2 separate regions of the Danio rerio genome follow, and region 2 is linked to region 1. Evidence: chromatin contacts called from public Hi-C data. All regions are on one chromosome and are shown on one strand. The core of a region is the stretch at or near the end of the contact, and the rest is flanking DNA. Distances in the headings are between cores, read along the strand shown.

Region 1 (6,758 bases), core at 3,059-5,558:
TTTTGTTGACGTTAAATTTTAACCCTACCATTCGAATGTTGCAGCAGAAATCGAGAATCATCAGACCAGGCAACGTTTTACCAATCTTCTGTTGTCCAGTTTTGGTGAGCCTGTGTATATTGTAGCCTCAGTTTCTTGTTTTTAGCTGACAGGAGTGACACCCGGTGTGGTCTTCTGCTGCTGTAGCCCATACGCCTCAAGGTTGGAAGTGTTGTGCATTCAGACATGCTTTTCACCATACAAAGTGGCTGGTGAATGTAATGTAGTATGATTGTAATATACTTTCTCACTTCATAAATACATTGGTATTATATATACATATACACACATCATGTACAGTGTAATAATGTAATATAATATGTTAATAATAATTAATACATAAAGTACTATGTATGTTATGCTTCCATGAATTAAATAAAAAAAATCATTAAGCATATAAAATATAAAAATATAAAAATAATATATATATAAAATATAAATATAATATATAAAATATAAAAATAAAATAAGCATTAAGCATATAAAATAAGCATTGTAAAATGTACCCATTTTATGAATGGAAAGTGTGTATACAATACATTATACATAAATAATTATATAAACTATTGTGGTAAATTGTGTTACTTGGCACTAACAATTCTCTCTCTGTGTGTGTACGCACGCGTGTGTGTGTATAAAAACGGAAATAAACATAAATTTAAAAAATTATATTGTAATTATGTATTTTTTTAACCAAAAGAAACACTGGATTCATTAAACTATTCTGCATTTCTAGTTTGTGAACATGATACCAACAGTGTAACAACATGTATTTTTGTTTCAAGTTGTAACTCATCCAGCTGTTTGTGTCTCTCACCAGTTCCTTTTTTTTCTGTGTTGTTTTACTTTCGCTTTAGCTAGACTTCTTTAATAAGAGAGGTGTATGAAGGAAAACAGCACCACCTCTAAGTGACAGGGAATGTATTATATGTTGACTTTCCTGCACGGTGAGCTGACATTGAATCCTTCAAGTTGTGCCTTTTACACATTTTCAGTGCACCTGCCAGCTCTGAATGTTCTGTATTTCTCCATATTTCCCACAGACGCTGAAGAGGAAGGAGAAGGACTATGAGCATGAGATGGAGCGTCTAGCACGGGAGAAGATCGCCCTGCAGCAGAGATTGGCTGAGCTGAAGAACGAGCTGAGCCAGAGACTGGACGTGATGGAGATCGACCGCCTTCTCCGACAGACCGTCCAGCCTGATGATGACCAGGCCTCTACCTCCACTGCCTCTGGTAAATCCTGCAAAACGCTGTCCATGGAAATGAAAAATGTTCCTATAATGATTGCTTTTGTTAGTTGAAGTTGCGAAGACAATAAAAAAGGGATTTATCAACAAGTTATTTAAATAGGTATTTGAATCACATATGCACACAAAAGTATGTCTCTCTTCCAGATGTCAGTTCTCTTGGTCTTCATTTTAAAATTGTGTGCACACATGCTGCCTTAATGATCTCTTTAGCACATAAATGAGCAGCAGCAGCAGCCAATGTCCAAATCCTTTACTGTAGCAAGCAGGTAGAATTGCTTTGATTTCTAAATACTTATCGTCTTTAAGTTTGATTAACATTATGTATATTATGAAGTAATCGCTATCCTTAATCTGTTCATAATAGAGTGTGTGTACATTTTTGCATACACAACCATTAATTACACAATTTTAAAGGCATTTCAGATAAATGTTGTTTCCTCTGAACCCTATAGTCAACTAAAACTTCTTACACGTTTTTCACAAAGATATAAAGCAGCTCATAGTTGATGAAGAAATGTTTCTTGAGATCCAAATCAGCATATAAGAATGATTTCAGGAGGATCATGCATTAATTATTGTGAAAGGGCTACAAAAGTAAACTTGAATTGAATTATTAAATCTTACCAACACTAGCTTTCTGCTAACACTTATAAAAGAACACTACATTGATTAAAATCTAATACAAATCAAGCAAAAGCCACTCATTTTTATCCTTTTTTAACTAAAAGAAATCTTTTTTTTGTTTTGTTTTGTCAATCTCTACAGAAGGTGAAGACAACTTTGATGAAGACATCGATGACGACAGCTTATCCTCCATGCCCACCGCCTTACCCAAAGTGCCTGCTGCGCTTCAGCCCGAGTTAAAGAAATCTCACCCCTTGTCGTCCCTTCTAACACAACACATCCATATCCCACATAAACAGTCTAAACTCCCCATGCCCTCGGCTCAATTGTCCCCCATTGCCGCAGCCACCCCGATCACAACTTTATCCTCAACTCCTAATGGCCTGGCATCTGCTCCTGCTCCCCAAACCCTACCTCCAGCCCACACCCATATAGTGACCGCTGCCAGCCTGCAGCCCTCAGTCATCGCCCATGCGGGATCAGCGTCACATGCCTCCGTCATCCAAACAGTCAACCACGTCATTCAGCCCGCATCCAAACACATGGCCCATATCGCTCCTTCCTCCTCCAGCCCCGTTCAGCTGGCACCCGGACCTCAATCCATCAGCCACATCACTGTCGCCCACCTGCCAGGAATCTACCCTCAGCCGGTCACCGTCACGCAGCCGGCGGTCATGAGCCACATCGCGCACACACTCTCTCATGCCCAGATCAACGGCACGGCTGCACCCTCCGCGCAAGCCGCCATCATGGCCAAACAGACGCCGGTGGGCGCGCAAGTCGTCGCTCATCACCCTCAGCTGGTGGGCCAGACCGTCCTGAATCCGGTCACCATGGTGACCATGCCCTCCTTCCCAGTCAGCACGCTAAAGCTGGCCTAAAGCGCTGACCAATCACGCAAAGACACTTCCGCCCCATTCAAGACTGCAGACACTATAAAGCTACAGTACATTCCAAATGGAAAAGAAAGTATCTAAAGCGACACAAAGAGTTTATTGAATGTCTAATACTATATAGTGATTATATAAGACAAGATATGTTCTACGTGTATGTGTGGGCACAGTTCAGAGCGCTAGAGAAGTGTGTTTTGATGAAACTGTGGTCCGATCCCAGCCTAAATTGACTGTCAGCCAGCCTATAATGTGTGACTACTGGTTTTAAAGGCAGCCCCATTATACCTCACACTAACAGCACACCTCATGTGAATGCTCCTGCTAGACCAGGTTTAGTGTACTGTCTGGTGTCTGATGTAGACCAAAAATATATATATTTATTCAGCCTCATGTTGTTTCAACCTGACTAACTTTCTTCTGCAAAGCTTGAATATGATTAGTTTATTTGATATACACTAAAAGTCAATAGGGTCCAATGTGTTTTTACACCCTGTTATCTTTCAGTGCGCCTAACAAAAAAGTTTAGCTGTGCATGGAATGTTGTCGCAGTATGTCGTTTGTTTGAATTTGAATGAATGTTTGTGTTAAGTATGAATATGCTTAATATGAATGATTTTTGGGCATACTTGCATTAGGGTACTTTTCGCCTACTTTTTTATATTCATTTGGATGTACTGCTCTTTTGGCATACAGTTTTTCAGCGTTTGTTTGATTTCGAACACAACATCGTTTTATATTTTGCAGAAAAGTCGTAGATGTTTGCAAAAAACATGAGAGTGAATAAATTTGAGGGGGAATCAGCATTTTAATATCAACTTACCTGGACAGCATGATGTCATGTTTTACCACTGTAGTTGATGCAAGACGTACAGTAGCATCAAAATTACACAGCAAAAAAGATTGTTTCGAATCATTATTATTTTTTAACTATAGAATGATTTTTTTAAGTTATGATATTTACAATACAAGTTTGGTCTTCATTTACTCTCCCTCTACTTGTTTTAAGCCTTTTTTTGTCGAACACAAGCAAATGGAAACCAGTAGATGCTTGACCTCCATAGTATGTTAACAATAAACGGCTAGCGGTTTCCAACACTTAAAAAATTATTTTCTTTTGTGTTCAACAGAAAAAAGAAAGTTTCGTTACCACACGAGGGAGAATAAATGGTGAGTAAATTTAATTTTTTTGGGTAGTCCATCACTTTAATATAGCCTAAATGACAATACTTTCAGAAGACGACGCTTCTGAGGGAAACAGTTACAAACAAACCCTCCTAAAACAAGATTAGTTTAGGTTTTTTCCTCGTTTAGTAGTCAATCACACAAGTTGACCTCTCATTTTTGACACCTGGAGCATATGTGAGATGTTTCTCTCTTTCTTTTGCGGAGTTTACATGATTTCTTATCTGTAGTGCTCTAGCTGGCATAGACACTACTGTTGTGTGACAGTCACGTGGGTCATCGGGAATCTGACAGCAGTGCCTTTAACCTCGTCGATCTGGAGTCCTGTTCAATGCTGCACAGTCGCCCTCTATTGTGCTCTTGTTGCAAATGCACTCTTAACTTATTCACTAACAAGGCCACCTTCTTCAATTGAGCTGTGCGCTAGTATGAATTCACATCCGTCGAGTGCTAACACAATCATTCGCTGGCGCAAACATTGTTCTGGAAGTCTCTCTGAATGTATTCCATCACATTCAATGCCTTCATCTCGCCACTGGTGATTAATGTCGGAGATTACATGTGCAGAACGTTTTCATGTAGCAAATAAGTTAAAATGACACGCATTCATAATTGTGTGTGTGTGTGTGTGTGTGTGGCAAATACATCACAGAAGCTTTATGTATGTGTCTGTTTGTGATTTAAAGGGCTAGTTCACCCAACAATTCGGACATTATTTACTTAATATTTACTCATTCCAAACCAGTTTAAATTTCTTTTTTAATTGCACACAAAAGGAGATATTTAGAAAAATGTTGTAAACCTGTAACGATTGACTTTTCGGTGGCCAAAAATTCGATACATCTTTAATATCAACACACTTTTAGATTCCCATTGTTACACATTTCTGCTGTGTGATTGGCTCTTAGATCAATATAGAGTAAAAAAGTCCAGAGCTTATCATTGTTATTGACATGAATGTTATTGCGGTTTGATATAATATCGTTTATTGGCCCAACGCTATGTCCATAGTAGGAACAACAAATACTATGGAAGTCAATGATTATCGATTTCTAACATTCTTCAAACTATCTTCTTTTGTGAAGAAACGAATAAAGCTAGAGTTAAAATTTTTGAGTGAACGATCCCTTTAATAATATTACGGTGCAAGTGAAATGTGGATGGATGTGACCTCATGTTTCTTTAATGAACATCTTTAAGCTTCAGGACAGCTGTGTGAGTGTGAGAAATGGAGGAATTATGCGTGGATGGGAAGATTTCTTTATTGAGCCAGACACACTTCTGCAGGTAGATTAAAAAAGCAAGGAATACAACTTTAAACTAACACTGTGATCCAGTCTGTTGTCCCAAACCAGGTTTACAAATCACACTAGCATTGTGTTGCGCAAGAGTCCCTGCATTTGATTTGCTTTCTTTGTTTGTGTGTGTTTTGTACGTACGTGTGTGTGTGTGTGTGTGTGTGTGTGTGTGTGTGTGTGTGTGTGTGTGTGTGTGTGTGAGAGAGAGAGAGAGAGAGAGAGAATGAGCTTTTATTTTACGTTTTATTTAGGTTGTCAGTTAGTTTTGTGTATTTACACTCTGTAGGATGTACACATTCTTAGACAAATTGTCGTGGCTGTTTTGGCATGTAGATGGATGATTCCTGTTTCTGTGCTGACCTTTTAAAAATATGTTCTTTTTAAATTTTCTGGGACCATGTACAGTTATATATAAATATATATGTTGGGGCAACTTTTCAGACCTCTTTCCACACTGATATTATATATATATATATATATATATGCGTATATATAGTGTGTTTTCCCTATGGAGAAAGTTCAAGTTGTATATAGCCTGTAAATTTGGGGCTGCGTATAGACCTAACTGTCAATTATGTTATGAGAGGAGCAAAAATAAATAAAAGAACAAATGTTGAATAAAAAAAAACTCTTGATACATTTATTTATTGCTTTGTCATTGTCATTTTACAGAATTGGGAGTAAAACAGCAGACACAATTGATTTTGTAAAGGTTTGTCTGATTATTATTACTTATTTTTGCCTTTTTTGTTCATTCATTTTCTTTTCGGCTTTATTATTATTAGTCCCTTTATTAATCTGAGGTCGCCACATTGGTGTGAACCGCCAACTTATCCAGCAAATGTTTTACGCAGTGGATGCTCTTCCAGCCACAAGCCATCACTGGGAAACATCCATACACACTCATTCACACATATACTGTGTGGCCAATTTAACCTACCCAATTCATCTGTACCGCATGTCTTTGGACTGTGGGGGAAACCAGAGCACCCGAAGGAAATCCACGCCAACTTGGGGAGAACATGCAAGCTCCACACACAAATACCAACTGACCCAGCTCGAACCAGCAACCTTTTTGCTGTGAGGCGATCGTTCTACCTGCTGCGCCCCCATGAAGCCCCCCCCTTTTTTGTATTAATTATTGAAATTTATTGAACCTTAAACAGCTAATTATCTTGAATCTTGAAAAACTGGATTATGAATTCCAGGGAAATATTTTAGGGCACATTTGTGAATTTCAGCTGCAGATTAAACCTCGTATGCACAGTAGAATTTGTGTGTTTTAATTGTTGTTGCAGTAAAGTAAAAAGGAAAAATCTAAACAACACGGACACAAATAACATGTAACATAGATTTTGCACGATCATTAAAATACAAGTCAATGATAAAATAAGGTTTGGAAATGAAAAAAAAAAACTTTAAAAAAGCATCTTTCAAGAGTAGAAAGTTTATTTATGTTGATTTTATGT
Region 2 (6,758 bases), core at 2,904-5,403, 35 kb before region 1:
CTAAAAAGACTATCACAGCATGGTTGTCCTTGAGGGGTTCCAAGAGAACATTTATTAATATGGACTTTTTAGACACATGCGAATTACTTAAGGTGTCAGTTTAATAATTGTTTATGTTTATTTTTTATAAAACATAATTCATTGTTTTGACAGCTATTATGCCGGTGATTTGATGCTTCGCAAAAGTTGCAGACATCTTTACCAAAATCAAAATGCTTTTTTGATGCACAATTAAGTTAAACAGTCAGTTATTGCCTACACTGATTAGGAAATGTGAATAGACCTAGACTACTATAATAAAGAAAATCCTCTTTAAAACTAAATATATTGCTAAATACTCTTGACACATGAAAGTGTAAAGCCTGCAGCCCACAACAAAGGTGGAGAGTTACTGTGTTTCATATTTAACAAACCGTTCACTACCAATTTTATGTCACTTTGCTCACATGGATAATTGAATATTAATCAGATGATGTCATTACACTGCTGTGCCATCAGCCAATCGCTGCACTACTGATCATGATTTCCAGGATTGATAGATCAGTTCTTCACATCACACATAGCGATCTCAGATCAGTTCATCCAGAAAAATTAATCTGATTCACAAACTTGTTTGAAGAACCAAATTAGCCAGAAATCAGGTATCAAGATTAACAGATCCAGGATTTGTTAAATCATTTAAGCAAGGTATGAAGAACGGATCCTAGGAGGCACATAATTGTATTTAATCAATGTATTTATACAGATTTCATATGATTTATGCAACAAAAAAGTTTTTTGTCTTTGTTTTTAGTCCAAATATTCACATTTCTTAGCGAAAACGAGATTAATAACTTAACTCACTGGCAGATTATTTGGGTTGTTTTAAGAAAAAACTCTTAATTTTGCCTTATTTTATCAGAATTTTAAAACAAAACAATATTTTTACTTGATTTTTTTTTTAAATTTGGACTAGAAATGAGACAAAGCAAAGTAAGAAAAGCATTTTTGCATTGTTATTAATTTCTCTTCCTGAAAACTTCGTAATATTTATTGCAGAAAAATAAATAATTCTCAGAAAATTTAAATACATTAATATCAACTAATGTTTTGCATTTCTTGAATTATAAGTAGTTGTTTTAATTAAATATTAATATATTAAATACGAATTTAAATTAACACTGTTAACCTAGATTTTCTTGGGTGGTTAGAAAACATCTTAGGGATTTCAGAAAAGTCTCATATGTGGTTCTAATTAGTTAGACAGACATTGAAATAGAGAGCCGAAGTCAAAATTGCAAAAAGTGTCCCAGATTACCCGAATTCACCCTAACAGTCAAACAGTCAAAAAAAATAAAAATAAAATTTTATATATATATATATATATATATATATATATATATATATTTAAAAATATCCAAATATTACAACAATAGCTGGAGCTGTTCTTCTGCGTTTCCCTTCTCTGGAATGCCCTGTTGCTTATTGGACAGGAAGTTTGAGTGCGTTCAGACGTCCTGAGAGGAGCGGGGCTTCTTCTCAACAGGAAGAGTCTCAGCGGTGACCGACAGGAGCACGAGCCGATAATGTGCAGCGCCACTCACATGAAGCACATACAGGGTAAACAAACTAACGCCTCTCTCCCACTGTTCACCATGCATGTGAGAGTCATAAGAAAGCATGAGAGCTTTAAGTGTGTTTGCTTTGACCTTTTCAAGTGATTAGAAGGAAATGAAGAATGACTTGATGTACGTATAAGTCAACCACATGCACAGGATTGTGAAACTCGAGTGGAAAGCTGTTTTTTTCCATCAGAGAGATGTATACTAAAAGGCTTCTGCTGTTTTTAAAGTCGTTTTAAAAGAAACTGAATGCGTTGCTTTGAAAAATTCAGTGGCAAAAGGGTGAGAAGTGTGTTTTTCCCTATAGCTGTAAATATCTAGATGTTCTTATCTCGTCTGTGTTATTATGTTATATAAACAGACCCATGCAGTGTGTGTGTGTGTATATTAGGCATAGGACCATTCCAAATTTTTTGCTTTACCATTCTTACGGTATGTGGAAGATTTTTTGTTTTGTTTTGTTTTTTTTAGGACAACAGCATCTTCAGCAGAAAAGACACCTAAAGATTCTGTTGTAAATTGTAAAAAAAACTGTGTGTTTTTTTAAGTAAATGAAGACAGCAGAAGTCAAGGATTCATTTGAATTATTTAGCCTGACATGTTTACTGCTCCAAAATATTTTAAATGTTTCTCAAAAGCAAATATATTGTGTTCAAAGAGGAAAAAAGTTGTTGTTTATTACCCAGACCATTAAAACGATATTATAGAGCAGGAACCACAATACCGTGATACTGTAATATTTTTATCTAAGGTTTTCATGTCAGAATATTACACCAGCCCATGCTATATATATATATATATATATATATATATATATATATATATATATATATATATATATATATATATATATATATATATATATATATATATATATATAAATGAATGCTCTTCAACATTGATAATGGTATGTGTTCTCAATCTGTTTCTCTTTCTCTCTCCTCTTGAAGACTCCCTACTGTCCTGCAGTTCACTGTCTCAGTGGTCACCATAGATACGGTCACATGACTTTGCCTTTATTCAGTCAGTGCATGTTTCATGGCAGCACAGTCTGTGCTACTTTGATAGGATCTCCAGTGAAAACAAGACTGCAGAGTGAAGCCCTGTATATTGCTAAAAATGACAGACCAGTGTCAATATGCTGGATTTATTTCTGATCTAAGAATTTAGTAGTAGTGAAAGGCAAAAAAAGATGCATAGTGTGTGTGTGTGTGTGTAAATTCCATTCTAAAGACCCACCCCTTCTCTGACAAAGTCCAAAATTTGGCCCCTGAATGAGCTCATTTGTCCCATTTTTGACAGTATGCCATCATAAATTGTGAAAATAACCAATAAAAGAAGGCTTTTATTATTTAAATAGACAAATTCAGACTGAGAAAATGAGCTGGCCAGTTTGTTATTTGCTTATTGGCTAATTTATTTTTATTTTTATTTTTTTTTAAGTTTTAACAGATTCACATTTTCTGATGCATGACAAATTTGCATGCAAAAAAAAGTATTTTTCATATTTCTAAAATTCTAACCTTATTACATTATATGTTAGTAATATAACATTGTAACTTAGTAATATAACATAGTTTAAATGCACGTATGTAAATAAACACATTTTGTAAAAGAAAAAAAATAATATGATAAGCACTTTGACAAAAATGTGAAAAGTATTTTTTGCATTAAAAAGTGTGGAAATGATAAAGCTAATCCAGCACAAATTAGTGCTTAAAATGCGACTAAATGCAGTATTTGAACCTCAATTAACTGCATAAGGTCCACTTTTTGAGAAAAAAGAACCACCCCTTTTAATAGGCTGGCTATGGGCTTAAATAAAGTATATTTAGATAGAAAACAATATTTAAATAGTAAAAACAAATGATCAAAATGTACCTTTTTGCTGTAATTTGCAGACTCAATACATACAAATTATATTTTAATATATGGATCCATTCCAAATCAACAATTTCATAACTGTATCTGAATATGTCCATTGCTTCATAGGCAGATATTTAAATCCTAATGTTTTCTACTACTGTTGTGTTGTTTATCTGTTGTAGAAGTTGTTCACAGCAGACTGTTAATCGATACTCGCAGTGTGTTTGAATCGTGGCTGCATCACAAACAGCACGTCATCGGGTCGGTCTGCAGGTTGCGTTTTCGTTCTCAGTTGTTGGCGTGCGAGACGCGCAGAATGACACCCATGTGAGCAGATACCATGCCTTGTGTGTCTGCTTTCCTATTGGCTGCTTTGAGCTCATGTTTTATTAATGACGCAGAGGCGTGGTGTGTGTAGGTGTATTGCGCAAAACCTGGATTTGACATTTCTATTTTAGGGCGGTCCGCTTTCGTCCTTTTAGCCAACATATGTGTAATACATTAGTATACAAGTCACTGATTGTATTCAATGTTTAGTTTTCGTGTAATTCGTCGAATAAACGCGTTGATAAGAAATATCCATGTCCGTGTTTTGAAAGCCCAGCATGTGTAGGGCGGGGTCACTGAAGCAGGGGGCGTGGCCGAGCTGTCTGTACAATGGCCCGATATGTTGACTGAATAACCCGCCATCTTGTTGTGACTCCTCTACGTGCGTGGAAGAGTGTGACTTCACGGGGGATCCAGTCACGTCTTTCCTTTTATTTTATTATTATTTTATTAAACAGACGAGAAGATTGGGTCCCGAACTGAAGCGTTTGAATCCAGAGAGCTGATTCATTTCTCCAATCGTTTCTTGGACCATAAAACAAAACCGAGATGAGTATCGAGACGCTTTTAGAGGCGGCGAAGTTTTTGGAATTGCAAGCCCTGCAACAACAGAAAGCACGTGGTAAGAAATGAAAAATTTGAGCACATAAACCTTTGTGACAGACAGAGAGTCACTTTAATGTATCAGTATTGCTGTATAATGTTGTAGCAGGTTAATGCGAGACATTGTTGCACGGTTTGCCACAGTCCGCGTAAAAGCAGGGCTGCGTGCTGTGCGTGACATTCAACATTAACGTTATAATATCCTCCTAAAAACAACAGAGTCTGCAAAACTGCAATGTAATCTTCCTACGCGTACTTGCTGTGTGTCAGTTGTAAGCCGGCGTTTTCCGCATAGCGACAGTTGTGTGTTAAAAGGAGGAGAATGTGTGTTTCTTGCTTTAATTGTTGAGATAGTTCACGGTCGATCACTTCATTCAACGCAGTGTTCATGTAGGAAAACATACCTGCTTGCTTTTAAGGGCGGTGGCTTACAAGTACGTGCGCGAGTGCCAGTTGCGCTTTATATAATGATTAGGGGATCACATTACGCAGCTTTCATTCGCTTCCCCTTTGTAGGCAGTAATTGACCCAATGTTGTGATTACTTTCCACATGTTGTTCTTCAGTGCAATAGTTTACGTTTTTATGCATTTCTCACTATTGTTTTCGCTCCCGCGCTGCGTGCGTTCGCTGGCGCTTTCTGTAGAGGCTCGGTGACGTGTCCGCTTTGTCACGCCCAGTTGACGTGTCTGGTGTATTCACGCCCTCCTCTGCGATCCGCGTGGACAGAACCCCTCCCCCGATGTTCCATGTGCGCGGCAGGCGCTGCTCTGTGCGGGAGGGGCTTTACAACCAAAGAGAAAGTAGGACAGTAACCCCCTGCCTGCTTTTCCAAAATGTTCTGCAGTTATATAACGCACTCCTCCGGCTTGGGATCATCGTGTTGGTCTCTAAAAATGTAGTATTCACATATTTGTGTATTTAGGGGTGATCGTGCAATCACAAAATTTAGACGTTTTATTAGTTAATCGTCGAAAATATGCAAATAAAAGGCAGAATACATTTTGGTAACTGATTGTAAAATAATGAGAATATTGAATATTAAATCGATCTAGTTTTTATTGAAGTCTCAGCGTTGGATTTGGTTGTTTTGAAGGCCTTATGCAATTCCAGGTATGGGCCCCAAAGCATTGAAACACAAACATTATATTTCTCTATAGATGTATATGTATTTATACAGTTGAAGTCAGAACTATTCGCCCCCTATTTATATTTTCCCCAAATTTCTGTTTAACAGAGAGATTTTCTCAACACATTGCTAAACAATAGTTTTAAGAACTTATTTCTTATAAATGATTTACTTTACCTTTGCCATGATGACAGTAAATAATATTTGACCAGATATTTTTCAAGAAACTTCTATACAGCTTAAAGTGACATTTAAAGGCTTAACTAGGTTAATTAAGTTAACTAGGCAGGTTAGGGTAATTGGGTCTGTAAACTATCAGGAAATATTTAGCCTAAAGTAGCTAATCATTTTGACCTTAAAATGGTTTTTAAAAAATTAAAACGTGTCTTTATTTTAGCTGAAATAAAACAAATAAGACTGTCTCCAGAAGAAAAAATATTATCAGACATGCTGTGAAAAATTCCTTGCTCTGTTAAACATAATTTGGGAAATAATGAAAAAAAATTCATATGGGCCTTGTAATTCTGACTTAAACTGTATATATTTTTTTCACTGAAGATTTTTTTATAAATAAACTGCATGTTAATAATATATTTTAAGTGGAACCTTTATCAAATTAACAAATTAAATACAATAAATTCACAAATGAAAAGTTCACAGACTAACTATATGTACCGTTAATAAGCCATATTTGCGATTAGATTTTGGTATTTGTATGTGCAGTATGTAAGGAACGTTCCATTTTTCGTGAGGGCCCTTGGTTTTAAAAAACGTAATAACATTAAAATCTAAACAGTTATAGACAGATTTTACAACATTCATTCATTTTCTTTTTGGCTTAGTCCCTTTATTAATTATTGCCACAGTGGAATGAGCTGCCGATTTTACAACATATGATAGAAAATTAGTAAATTAAATTTATAATGATTAATTTAAGCAATTCTTGGCGTTGGCCGGCGCCAAGGCTGTGCGGTTTTGGGGAAAATATCTAATTGAGATTTTTTTGACAGATATTGAGATTTGATTTTGTAGTCAAGCTTCATCTCAATAATCTTTAAGCCGTGAGAACAATTCTGTGACAGCTCTTAAGAATGACCTGTTTTTGTGTTGTGCCTGTGACTTTGAAACCAAAATATTCCCACATTACTGCTGTATTGTTTTCCTTTGATATTCATCTATTAGTGCTTTTGAAGAAGCAGATGCCATTATCCCAGTCATAAACGCATTCCTGTT

Evidence for each region. A called contact is a pair of places that touch in the nucleus more often than the background predicts.
Region 2: a contact with region 1 is called in a Hi-C map of skeletal muscle, with 1.9 times the contacts expected there. The contact joins the promoter of mnta here to the enhancer-like site in region 1. A contact is called at or near these places in 10 of 18 Hi-C or Micro-C datasets (caudal fin, embryo, fibroblasts and 4 more) and 2 of 4 datasets of contacts at active chromatin or transcription factors (caudal fin and gastrula embryo).

What each region holds. Positions count from the first base shown.
Region 1 is chr15:27,644,756-27,651,513 of GRCz12tu, reverse strand. It overlaps slc35f2l (info solute carrier family 35 member F2, like), which reads right to left. Exons shown (of 8, transcript XM_017351066.4): 8 at 5,450-6,758. It overlaps mnta (MAX network transcriptional repressor a), which reads left to right. Exons shown (of 6, transcript XM_009291752.5): 5 at 1,083-1,275; 6 at 2,058-5,100. The coding sequence ends at 2,797. It overlaps LOC141377846 (a long non-coding RNA gene), which reads left to right. Exons shown (of 3, transcript XR_012390868.1): 3 at 1-437. Among named protein-coding and RNA genes, the nearest start is that of slc35f2l, 20 kb to the right of the region's middle. Within about 2 kb of position 4,308, at least 50 of the 62 cell types and tissues checked have an H3K27ac peak or open chromatin away from gene starts, as enhancers often do. A contact at or near this core is called in skeletal muscle, where this site is marked.
Region 2 is chr15:27,679,195-27,685,952 of GRCz12tu, reverse strand. mnta (MAX network transcriptional repressor a) reads left to right here and starts at 4,153. Exons shown (of 6, transcript XM_009291752.5): 1 at 4,153-4,416. The coding sequence starts at 4,344.